2 separate regions of the Mus musculus genome follow, and region 2 is linked to region 1. A link is a contact called in public Hi-C data. All regions are on one chromosome and are shown on one strand. Each heading gives the region's core, a stretch centred on a gene start, on an enhancer-like site or on the middle of the called end of the contact. The rest is flanking DNA. Distances are from core to core; before and after follow the strand shown.

The links. Hi-C and Micro-C count contacts between places; a contact is called where the count stands out from the background.
Region 2: a Hi-C map of epidermal suprabasal cells shows a contact between it and region 1, with 4 times the contacts expected there. The contact joins two enhancer-like sites. A contact is called at or near these places in 1 of 484 Hi-C or Micro-C datasets (epidermal suprabasal cells) and 2 of 115 datasets of contacts at active chromatin or transcription factors (astrocytes and stem cell-derived neural progenitor cells).

What each region holds. Positions count from the first base shown.
Region 1 is chr7:72,495,834-72,501,638 of GRCm38.p6, reverse strand. No RefSeq gene overlaps it. Among named protein-coding and RNA genes, the nearest start is that of Gm39035, 190 kb to the right of the region's middle. Within about 2 kb of position 4,163, at least 25 of the 459 cell types and tissues checked have an H3K27ac peak or open chromatin away from gene starts, as enhancers often do. A contact at or near this core is called in epidermal suprabasal cells, where this site is marked.
Region 2 is chr7:73,197,030-73,202,858 of GRCm38.p6, reverse strand. Gm30075 (predicted gene, 30075) reads left to right here. Exons shown (of 5, transcript NR_166609.1): 5 at 1-361. Among named protein-coding and RNA genes, the nearest start is that of Gm20083, 16 kb to the right of the region's middle. Within about 2 kb of position 2,713, at least 21 of the 459 cell types and tissues checked have an H3K27ac peak or open chromatin away from gene starts, as enhancers often do. A contact at or near this core is called in epidermal suprabasal cells, where this site is marked.

The DNA of each region.
Region 1 (5,805 bases), core at 2,914-5,413:
ATTAGTCATACCTCCTCCTCTGCTGGAGTCTAATGGGCACATTGTGAATGGTAGTAAAGATGGTAGTTTATCAAGCTGGTGACTTATAGGGTTCATGGCATGAGCCTCCTTGCTCCTCCAAATTTTCTTTTCCCCATGAGTCACTCTATGATAATAATGAAGAGGTGAGGTCCAATGTCAAGACAGTAGACTTCCTTGTACTCAGTAATCAGCCTTGCAATAATTTCATATTGTGAAAGGAAAGTTGATGTCACTCGCTTGGCAGCTGAAGACAAAGAAGGGTACATAGAAATAACCAGGACCACCCAAAGACCTGCCAATCAATTCACTGACAATGAAAAGGAAAGCATTCTTTTTCTTGGTTAAGTATGACGGAGTTGGGCAATACTGACCTCTGGGTAGAGGGCGTTTTAGGATTTAATGAGTGGCTAGGACACTGATGAACCTCTGGTCAAACGGGTTATTAACTGCCTGAAAGTGGTTGACCCTGGAAGCAATCACTGCCACTACAAATACAAAGCCGAGTCTGGCTTGGACAATCTGCTTTTGTAAGAGAGCGTCAATGCCTGGTGACCTTAGAATGCTGCAGACCACTCCCAGGGGACAGCATTCAGTCAAGATTCAATTCCAGGAATAAATTCTAGCCATAAAAGTGGATGACACTTGCCAGACTTATAAAACAGCCCACTGTACACTTTAGTTGCTCACTAAAGATAGTAGGTGAAGTTGATACAATGTGATTACAGTGGCCAGTGATGGTTATCAGAAATATAAGGGGAGCCATGTAAGTTCCTTACAACTCATTTGTAATCACATTTAGAAAAGAGGCTGAATTTCAATAATGCATTTTACCTAACAAAATATAGGTAGAGATAGATATACAATATTTTCATTCCAATATGCTCTCCAAAACGTAGTCATGTTGTGCAAAGCTTTCCCGACCCTGAGTGCATTTTACACTTGCAATACATCTCTGTTTCCATCAGCAATGTTTCCAGTGTTTATAAAGCAACAGTACTAAATGACTGGCATCTTACAAAGTGCAGGCACAGGAAAGCATGTGGCTTTCAGTAATGCATTTAGATGTTCAAATGGGTTATATTCCAAAATAATGAGGGACATTTCTCATGATGCTCAGCGAAGAGTTAATGCGTAGTAAAATGCTAAACACAGCTTGGCCGGGAAGTGGTGGGTGCAAAGTCAAGGGTTCACTTAGATTCCTGATGAGGGAAAAGCAAGTTATCTATCAACAGATAGCATAGATTTACAAAGGGAGTGGCACTCCCTGGAGCAGCAAGCCTGATGGAAAAATGGGGGTGCAGGTTAGACAGGGCAGAAGGTTAGACCACAGTTAAGGACTCAGACTCTAGCAACAATAACAAAAACAAAAGGAAACAAGCAAGCCAACAAAACCAATGGAAATATAAAGTATATATTGACAAGGGAGGGAAACAATTCTGGCTGTTGGTTTGGCTGTTGTTGTGGGTGTTTTGGTTTGGTTTCGGCTTTATTTGTCATTCAGCAAATGCTTAAAATATGTTTTCCGAATGAGAGAATTGCACGCTGTTTATTGGCAGGTGAGTTTGTAAGAACCAGAGAAGCTTAACCAGTCACAACTTGTGTCATGCCTTTACAACACCAGGGGTCACTCTGACTCAGGAAGGAAGGTTTGTTCATGTCGATGGTGGTTAAGGAGAGAGAAGAAGAGAAAGAAAAGTGCAAACAAAAGGAGATTTAGAGGCAAGGAAGATGGGTAAGTGGGTAAGTACGATTGCCTGATGATCTAGAGTCTATCCCTGGGAGCCTATGGTGGAAGGAAAGAACCAATTCCCAAATGGTGTCCTCTGTCCTCTGCACACCTGAGATAGTAATGAACCAGAAGAGTTTGGCAACAAGAAATCTCTGCCCCCACCCCCACCCCCACCCCCCCGCCCTTCACCATCTCTGCTGTGTGTCTTTACTGTCTCCTGAAGCTCCATCAGATGCTCTGCAGCATAGGACTCAAAAGTCTGGGTCCTGAAGTATTAACCTTTGCTAGAGATGTAATGTATTAAGTAGTTTATTTCTAGGACAGTAAGTACAGTTTAATAATATGCCAATATCTTTCCGGAGACAGAGCACTGACATGAATTCTCAGAACTTACTTTAGGAAAACAGTGATATGTAGAAAAGGAAAATTGCGGAACCAGTTAGATTCATAATGAGACACACAAACGTTTTGTAAATCAATGACAGTTACTGAAGATGGAAGGGGGATGTGTTACTCTAACAGTTTGCTAATAGAGCAGGAAAATGCAAGCCCAAGTCTAGCTCAATAATTTATTCACTCACTCCAAACCATTTTTGATCATTCATTCTACATTTCCCAGTCACTACTCTGAGCACCAGAAGTACAGCTTTAAAGAAGAAAGGCAGAACCCTGGCTTTCAGAGACTTCACATTTTCATGCAGAGACATGTAATGAAATGCATAGCAACAAATAAATACACAGGAGGTTTATGTCAGGTTATGAAATTGCTACAGAGAAAGTCATGGAATGGGGGTGGACTCAGGCCAGGGAGTGGGTGTGTGGTGGCTCTGGCCAGGATTGATTTGAATTGGGAGAGCAGAAGCTGGTTAGGAAATGCTTCCTGGGCTGCTGGGGAGGATAAAATAGGCCTGGCCGAGAGCAGATCTGAGGGGAGCTTTCCAATCAGATTTAACTGTACGTGTACCTATATTTGGACTTTAATACTGTGATGTCTGTGTTCAGGTAAGCTTGCTCTATGTCTCTCTTTCACAATTGAGAAAGAGGGACAGAGAAGGCTTCTGTGACAACCACTACCCCTCCCCCACCACACAGCCTACATAGGAAACCACAGAAGAGAAGTCTTAAAAATTTGTGACAAGGACGTCAAAGTGTAGCTCTCCACAGTTGATGGCTTCTGGCAGGGGTGCGGGTGAGAAAGGACTCCATTTTCTTTAAGGGGCTGGCCACTGGGAGTATGACCATGCTCCAGTGAGTGTGTGGACAACACAAAGAGAACTCATTTTTCCTTTTCCTCTTCTTTCTCCTCTTCTTCTTCAAACCTGGGAGGACTGGGAAGTGAGTATGATCTCAACCACCACCACCACACCACTTATTTAAACACACACACACACACACACACACACACACACACACACACACATACACATACACACACACATACACAAACACACACACACATACACATACACACCACACACACATACACACACACACACACACATACACACACACATACACACACACATACACACATACATACATACACATACATACACACACACATACACACACACACATACAAACACACACATATACACATACACACACATACACAAACACATACTCACACACATACACACACACATACTCACACACATACACAAACACACACACATACACAAACACACACACACATACATATATACAAACACACACACACATACACATACAGACCACACACACATACACACACACATACACATACACACACACACATACACAAACACACACATACACATATACATACATACACATACATACACAAACACACACATACACACACACATACAAACACACACACATATACACATACACACACATACACAAATACATAGTCATACACATACACACAAACAAAAACACATACTCACACACATACACAAACACAAACACATACTCACACACATACACAAACACACACACACATACACACACATACAAACATACACACACATATACACATATACACACATACACAAACACACACACATACTCACACACACACATACCCAAACACACACATACACAAACACACACACATACACAAACACACACACATACACAAACATACACATACACAAACACACACACATACACACACATACACAAACACACACACACACACATACACAAACACACACACACGAACACACCCCCATACCACACAAACACATATACCACACACACAAGCCACACACACACACCCTTGTTGCTGTGTGTCTGACTTTGAGAAATTCAGTAAAGAATGATTCCTGTCTGGCGATCTTGCTCCCTGGATTTGAGCTGCTGACTGTGCTAAGTCTGAGGGTTTTGCTTCCAGGCTTCTAAAGATTGCTTCTGTTGCCCGTATCTGTTGTTAACAACACCTGCTCAGACTTGTTTCTGTCTGCAAGTCTCTGCACACTCAGCTATTGCAGTATGGGTCAAAGAGCATCAGTTTCAAACTGGCTGACAAGACTGATTTACAGCTCCTGTGTTCCCAGTAATCTCATCTTGGCATTTATTGTTAAGCTCTTAGATAACATCTAAGGATGAGATTAAAATGCAAATTGAGAACAATACTGAATCAGGACAATGATTTATCGTGTATTGGATCTTCAGTTTCTCATACAATGCCCTGCCGTTCCTATACGTTACTTCATTTAGGTTTCACAATAATGATAAGGGAAATTGATAGTGTGTATAAGTGGTAATGGCAGGACACAAACCCAGGCTGACAAACTCCAGGGTCTATGGTCTCACCAAGATCAAGGCCTAGGTAAAAACCCAGAGCTGAAAGCACAAGTTCATGCCAGCAGTTCTCAGCCAGAGCTTGTGAATAAAAAACGCAGCTATACTAGGGGCTGAGAGGGCTGCTCCGTGGCAGTGTTGGACTAGCACATGCAAGACTGAGTTCAACCTGTAACATGAACATTTAAAAGAAACAAACGGAGACAGGAAGGAAATAAAACAAAAGAAGAAAGAAAAACAGTAACACACACACACATTTATTTACACATACCAGACACGCTCCTTCTGTCTTTCCATGTATGGAAAAGTAGAGTAATGGAAGAAAGGAAGAGGCAGAAGGAAGTTGAGGAAGGAAGGCAAAATTAGACCAGAGAAGGACCTCTGAGGTCATCTAGCATCAGGAGACATGACTCACGGTGCATATGTTAAGAAAGCACAGGAGGCGCATCTTATACTTCTCAGCCAGCTCCAGCTATAGCTTATGGTATCACCAAATTGAAATCAAAGCAACCCTGCTTCAGAGACCTTTCCATGGCAACTCTGTAATCTGCTCAATGTCCAGCAAGACTCTCTCCAGTTACCCAGTAAACAATGCCCAGGCAAAGTTGTAATGGGTCATTTTGCATCATAGCGTATTTATTTTAACTTGCTTTTATATTTTGTGGGTACTTTCCAAGTTTTAGATGTTATCCACAAAGGGACAAATGTTTCACATCAGGCTGGGAGGAGACGAGATGGGGCAGGCATAAACAGAGTCAGGATTAAAAAAAAAAAAAGGAAAAGGAAAAAGAACTACCATGTTAGAATATTTATAATTCATGAGCTTGAAAAAACCCACAGTCCTTTGCTTTGATAGTGTTCATTATTAAAGAATTTAAGAAATGACATATCCGACTTCCCGGGCTGTTCCTCATGTTTAGCTCACTGTTTGCTAGAAGGGATGAATAGAGCAGCCTCCCATGCGCAGGTGGACCTGTTGCCAGTGTATCTCAGCTCAACCGGGTGTCTCATTCTCATGACTAGCTCAATGATACACCCAACCACAGCCTAGATTGGTTGCTATTGTTCCGCCACTTTTGCCTGTACATACACCCAGAGTGAGGGAAGTCAATGTACTCTTGAGCAACTATGGGCTGCATGTTTCATCTCCAGTCTAACTTGGACATGGGTCTGAAGTGTGCTTAATTTTTTCACACTGCTGAACTATCTTTGCAGTGGTCTGGCCTCAGCCTCTTCATTACAAACCACTTCAAAGCACACTCACT
Region 2 (5,829 bases), core at 1,464-3,963, 700 kb before region 1:
TGGAAGGAGTATGTCTCTGGAATGGGTATTTTTTGGAAACTTTGAAATTATTCTGAAGTAATAATCCCTCTAGCAAACTAATGTACAAGAAAGAAAAGTAAAAATAGTTAAAGGATTAATTCTAAATTGTATACCAGGGCCAGATCAATTTCTAGTGAGTTATTTTAAAATTTTAAAGAGAAGCTTGTTTCTCTGCTGAAGAAAATAATAAAAAAATATCCAAGTTCATAAAGCTGGCTCAGCCCTGATCTTAGGCTTTCACTGTAACACAAATTGGAAAGTTATAAATAAGCATGCTATGTAGATATGCATGCAAACTTTCAGATCTTGAGACTAAATTAAAAACTGGGATTTATTTGAATTTGAGAACAGTTTTTTTTTTGAATGTGTGAGATTTATCTCCTATCACTTACACTATTAAATCCCACAAGGAATTGCTAAACCGATCTGTGCTGAAATCCAATCGGTAAAACTTAATTCGCTCACGTATGAATTTAACAGGTAATTCTGACAAGCACACTAATAGTAGCACTCACGTCTAAGCGACCAAGCAAGAGTTGGATGCCATGACATGAGCAAGAAAACTCACACAATACCTCGAAGCATTGACACAAAAATGTCCAAACTTTATTGACAGATACAAAGGGAGATTCAGATGATGGGACACATCCTACATGTCACTTGCAGGATGCAATGATGTAAGCCTGCTAATGAGCTTCATAAGTCTTAGTCTGAAATTCCCAGGGTAATTGTGTATGTGTGTGTGTGTGTGTGTGTGTGTGTGTGTGTGTGTGTGTGTGTGTGTGAGAGAGAGAGAGAGAGAGAGAGAGAGGGAGAGAGCACTAAATAAAAACGATTCTACAGTCAATGGGAGTAATAATTATTGGCTATGAAATGTATAAGAGCACACTAATAAAATAGTCGGGATGGGGCTGTAGCTTAGTTGGTAGAGTGCTTGCCGAGCAAGCTTGAAGCCCTGGGCTGGATTCCTAAGCATCACATAAAACCAGGTATAGTGGCACATGCCTGTAATCCCAGCACTTGGGAGGCTATTTTCAAGCTACATAGTGAGTTCAAGGCCAGTTGTCAAAACCGAAACAGTAACCTCCTGGACTTGTGGCGGGGCTGACTGGTCTGCTGGACCATAGTCTGCCTTCCAGAACTCGGTGGACAACCAAGTGGTCATCACACAATGCATCTTTCCAAACGGCATCGGCTCTTGGGGAGGGGAACTCAAATGAAAGCCTCTTCTCACTTCAAACACCAAAATAAACTCCAGATGGAGTCGTAATTGAAATGCAAAAATATTCTGCTATGTTTGTAATTAAGCAAATGCAAATTAAAAATAAAATGTCACCCCTCCTCCTGCCCTGGTATATTAGCAAAGGTCTGAAAAGGCTTTTGATTTGGGCAGCGACGATAGAAAGGGAACCCCCCCCCCCCTCCTGGAGACCTTGCCAGGGACTGAAAATGATTTTGAACTTCTGGAGAGCAGTACTTGGTAAAAAGCTCAAATAAGTTCACATCATTGTCCTATTCCATGTTCGGCATCAGACACACTGGTGTGGAGGCAAAAATTTACTCATCACTGTTTTTTATTCCAGTCATTTACAACAAAGTGGATCTAATAATTGGGAGGTTGTTAATCATCACATGGTTTTTAGATGAAATATTATGGAGCCAACAAATAAAACATTTTTAAAAACTATTTAATGATACTAAGATTCTTAAGAGACAATGTTAAATAAGGAAAGTATATATTATACTTGGGTACAAATATATGTCATAATTTGGATTAAAATATATAAAATTACAAAGCATTACAAATAAGCATAGGAAAACACCAATAGTGCTACATAGGGCAAAGTTATAGGATTTATGTATATATTTTCCCCAAAATTAATTAATTAATTAATTAATTAATTAATTTTGACAGAAGGTCTCACTGTGTAGACCTTGCTGTCCTGGAACTTGCTGTGTAGAGCAGTTTGCCCTCCAGTTCACAGACAGCTGCCTGCCTCTGTAGTCTCAGCTCTCTGCACCACTGTGCCTGCTATTTCTCAAATTTTCTACATTGAAAACGAAGTACTTTGGTGAACAGAAAAAGAATTATTATTATTTTTTAAAAAGCACCATCAAAGGAAACAATAAAAAAAAGTTAGAGTTTAAAAATGGAAACTAAAAACAATGAAGAAAGAACTGCTAACTCTTCAGGGATGGGCATGGACTTCGAAGGCAATAAAGGTATACCCTGCACAGTGGTGAGTGTCAAAAAGTATGTACGGACATGGCAAACATGTAAGAGATACCTGAGAATGAAAAGACGAACACGTCGTGCCCAGTTTCATGAAGAATACAGGCAGAGAAGATGGATGGATCTACAGCAGTTCACACTGAGGCCAGAGATCTTTTCGAGTGTCTTCTTTGGTGGTGGTCTAGGGACTTGGCTCACAGCAAACATTACTTTGTGAAAGCAATTACAGTACCTACTGAACAAGGAGTACTACTGCTAAGGGAGGCAAAATTTGCCACCCTGGTTTATTTCTGTGGGTTTTGTGGCTTTGGAAAGCCCTGCCGTGACATTCGGTTATAAAGCCAAGAAGAGCAGGAACCAGGGCCTTTGCTGCCTGGCAGGAAAGTGAGGTTCCCATGGGCTTGTCTAACACCTGCTGATAAACAATGCTGGCTGCACCTGGCTCCTGGTGCAACAGGCTCATTGTGAAAGCCCTCGTGGGTGGCAGTGGCTGGGAGAAACGGCAGCTGTGATATGTGCTTGCTGTGCTCCTCAATGCCAGGTCTGAATCATCCTTTGGAAGTCATTGCCACCCATGAGATCGTATAAGCGATAAAGAAGTCTAAGTTTAGGAGAACCACCAGCTGAAATGCTGCTGCTGGGAAGCTCTATGCCATTTTGATGGTCAGAGGCCCCGCCATTCTCCTAGCAACACATGAACCAATGGGCAATGCTTTGAATGGAATCAAATATGACTTCCAAGGTAAAGATTGCCAACCCATACTGGGATTTTGACTTTTCTTTTCTTTTCTCTTCTCTTCTTTCCCTTTCTTTTCTTTTCTTTTCTTTTCTTTTCTTTTCTTTTCTTTTCTTATTATGGTGACAAAGGCAACTTCAGGAAGGAAGGTTTTATTTTAGCTTATTGTTCCAGTTTACAGTCCATCAAAGAGATGACTTATACTTTGCAGAATGCTGGGGTCATGTGACATCCACAGCCAAGAAACAGTGAATGATAAATGACTGTGATCGACTCATTTTCTTCTTTTCATGTAGTCTGAGTTCCCAGCCTAGGGAATAGTGCCACCCACAGCGGGCTGGCCTTCCTGCCTCAGTTAACTTAATCAAGATAACTGCCCATAGGCATGCCCTGGGGGCATTTCTCCTAGAGATTCTAGAGCTTGTCCAGGAATAATTAATACTAATGACCACAGACTTCAAAACATAATCTCCTCTGTAGCTGTGATTGGTTCTCCACACTCGTGTGTTGGGTGTACCTTGTTCAGATGCTTGGTGTAAAGAGAATAGAGATGACACCATATTCATAGCTGGATAAGGTCCATAGATGACCTCCAGTTACCTCTGGGCAGTGCTGCCCTGAAGATCTCTGGCAAATCCACCGAGAAGCCTTGTTTGCTTAAGATGTCCACTATTTAGTATCTATTATATCAGTATAGATACTCAAGGGCATTGCAGGCTCTTCAGAGCCAGAACAACACTTAAACAAATAGCAGCTAGTGTGCTTATGAGCTTCAGATGACCTGGGCTCAAATCCTCGCTCTACTGTTGACCAGCTGTGTGGTGGCAGCATGCCGTCTAACTTCCACTACTCCTTGGTTTCTTTTTCTGTGTCGTGGGTGATCATTGGAGTGTAGGCACAGATGCTTTTGATCAGGATAACCAGAGACTTCTTACCATGAAGCTTAAAGGAGAGAACACATGGGGGAGAACAAGGGGCGTCTATAGTGTTCTAATGTCCCATCCCAACAATGGCATGTGGGAATAGTCGGGGTTGCATCTCCTCTGAAGAGAGGTGGGTGAGCTCTGCCAGCCTTCACCTCCCCAGGGCTGGGTCAGCATGCTTGGGTACCTCTTTCTGGCTTTTTCTGGTTTCTGAGAGTTGAAGTCAGGTTCCTGTGCTTGCAAGGCAAACAGAGTCATTTCCCAAGCCCCATTTGGCCATCATTGGAATAAAAGTGAAGGGGGGAAGAGTCTGTTTAGGATTACATTAACCTCTACTTTATTCTCTGGAAACTTAGTAAAGTTTGACCTCCGTGCCTCCCACATGACTCTGAGGGGTTTAATTCTTTGCTACGGCCTCGAATCTTGGTTACTTCCACTCACGGGCACCTTGCCTACCTCCCTGTCCCCTGTCACTTACAGAAAAGGATTGTCTGCCGGTAGCAAACCTTGTGTTGTGGTCAGGGCAAAGCTGCACGAAAACATACAGAGAGGCATTACACAGGGTGCTAGGATCGACTTGGCTGTCTGCCCCACTTTCATCAAGAGCAACCCGATTTCCTGCAGGCCAGGGAAGAGGGCTAGGCAGTGTTTATTTTATTGCAGTTTTAGTCTGTGTTGCCAGTGTTTCCTTCCAGCGCCAAATCTCTTAGATAGATTTCAGCATACCTGGCCTGTTATGTCAAACCCCACCTCCACACTGTGGGGCCACTGGTGAACTTCCAGGTAGGTACATGAGTCACTAGTCTTCCACCAGGGAAGACTTCATAACTTAGCAGCACACTGCAGTGGGAATAAGTTCATATCTCCCTGGGGTTATTTGATTGGATGGGGAAAGACGAACATTTCCCTTCCATACCCATGATCGAATGGAAGACTCCAGTTGAAATGAATGGATAAGGCCTTCCTTTGCAGTGGAAGTAGAGTGATGTGTCTGCTCACAGAGGTGCTACCATCCACTCCGTTACATTTGGCTTGCAGAGTTCAAGGTCTCAGGGGTGCCTCAGAATTCATTGTATCCTTTTGTTCACTACAGACTGGTCAATGGTCAGTGAAGAAATGTCCCTGGAAAGTCCAGGCAATGATGAGTGAGTTCTAGATGGTTCTAGGTTCTGAATTCAGAGACATGAATGCTAGACGTGTGCTGGCCACCTGTCTGACACGTGAATTGAGTTCTTGAAACACTCTAGGGCTCACCCGAGCACAGTGATCTGGGGAAAAGCCTTGCTTTTTCTAGTTTATTCTGAAAGCAGGGCTGTGGCTTTTGCCCTTGATCTATCTGGGTTGTAATCCAGCTCCCTCTTCGCCTGAGTTTGGACTTCTGGGCTTTTGGTTGCACGGAGATGCTTGTGTTAGTGGAAATGGTCCACTCACCTTGTACAGCTGGCTCAGAAAGAGGACTCAGATACAAAAGGCAATTTTGCACAGTATGAACCCAGTACATGCAAAGCCTGATCTGGCACCGTGCCCATCTGGCAACTCTCTTAGTGTCCTGCAACACCAAGGCAGAGCGACCCCTGATGATAGGGACAGAAGAGAGGCCCAGGACACTTGCGCATGCAAAGTGAGAACTGTCAACCCCAGAGCTGCACTCCCAGCCCCAGAGCAACTTCAGAGAGAGAATGAAGATCATTGTCAGCGTCCTCCCATGGGGCTCCTTAATCAGAGCTGGTAACTTTCTCCCACGTGTGCTCCCAGAGCAATGAACTGCTGTTGTTGGGTAATTAGTATCCTGGGCACAGCCAAGACGAGGGTACAGTGAGCGCCTTTGTCTCAGGCTCGTAAATTTCAACACAGGTTGGATGGAACAAAGGTCCAATTCATGTGGGAGACACCCCACATGGGATCGTGTGGACAGA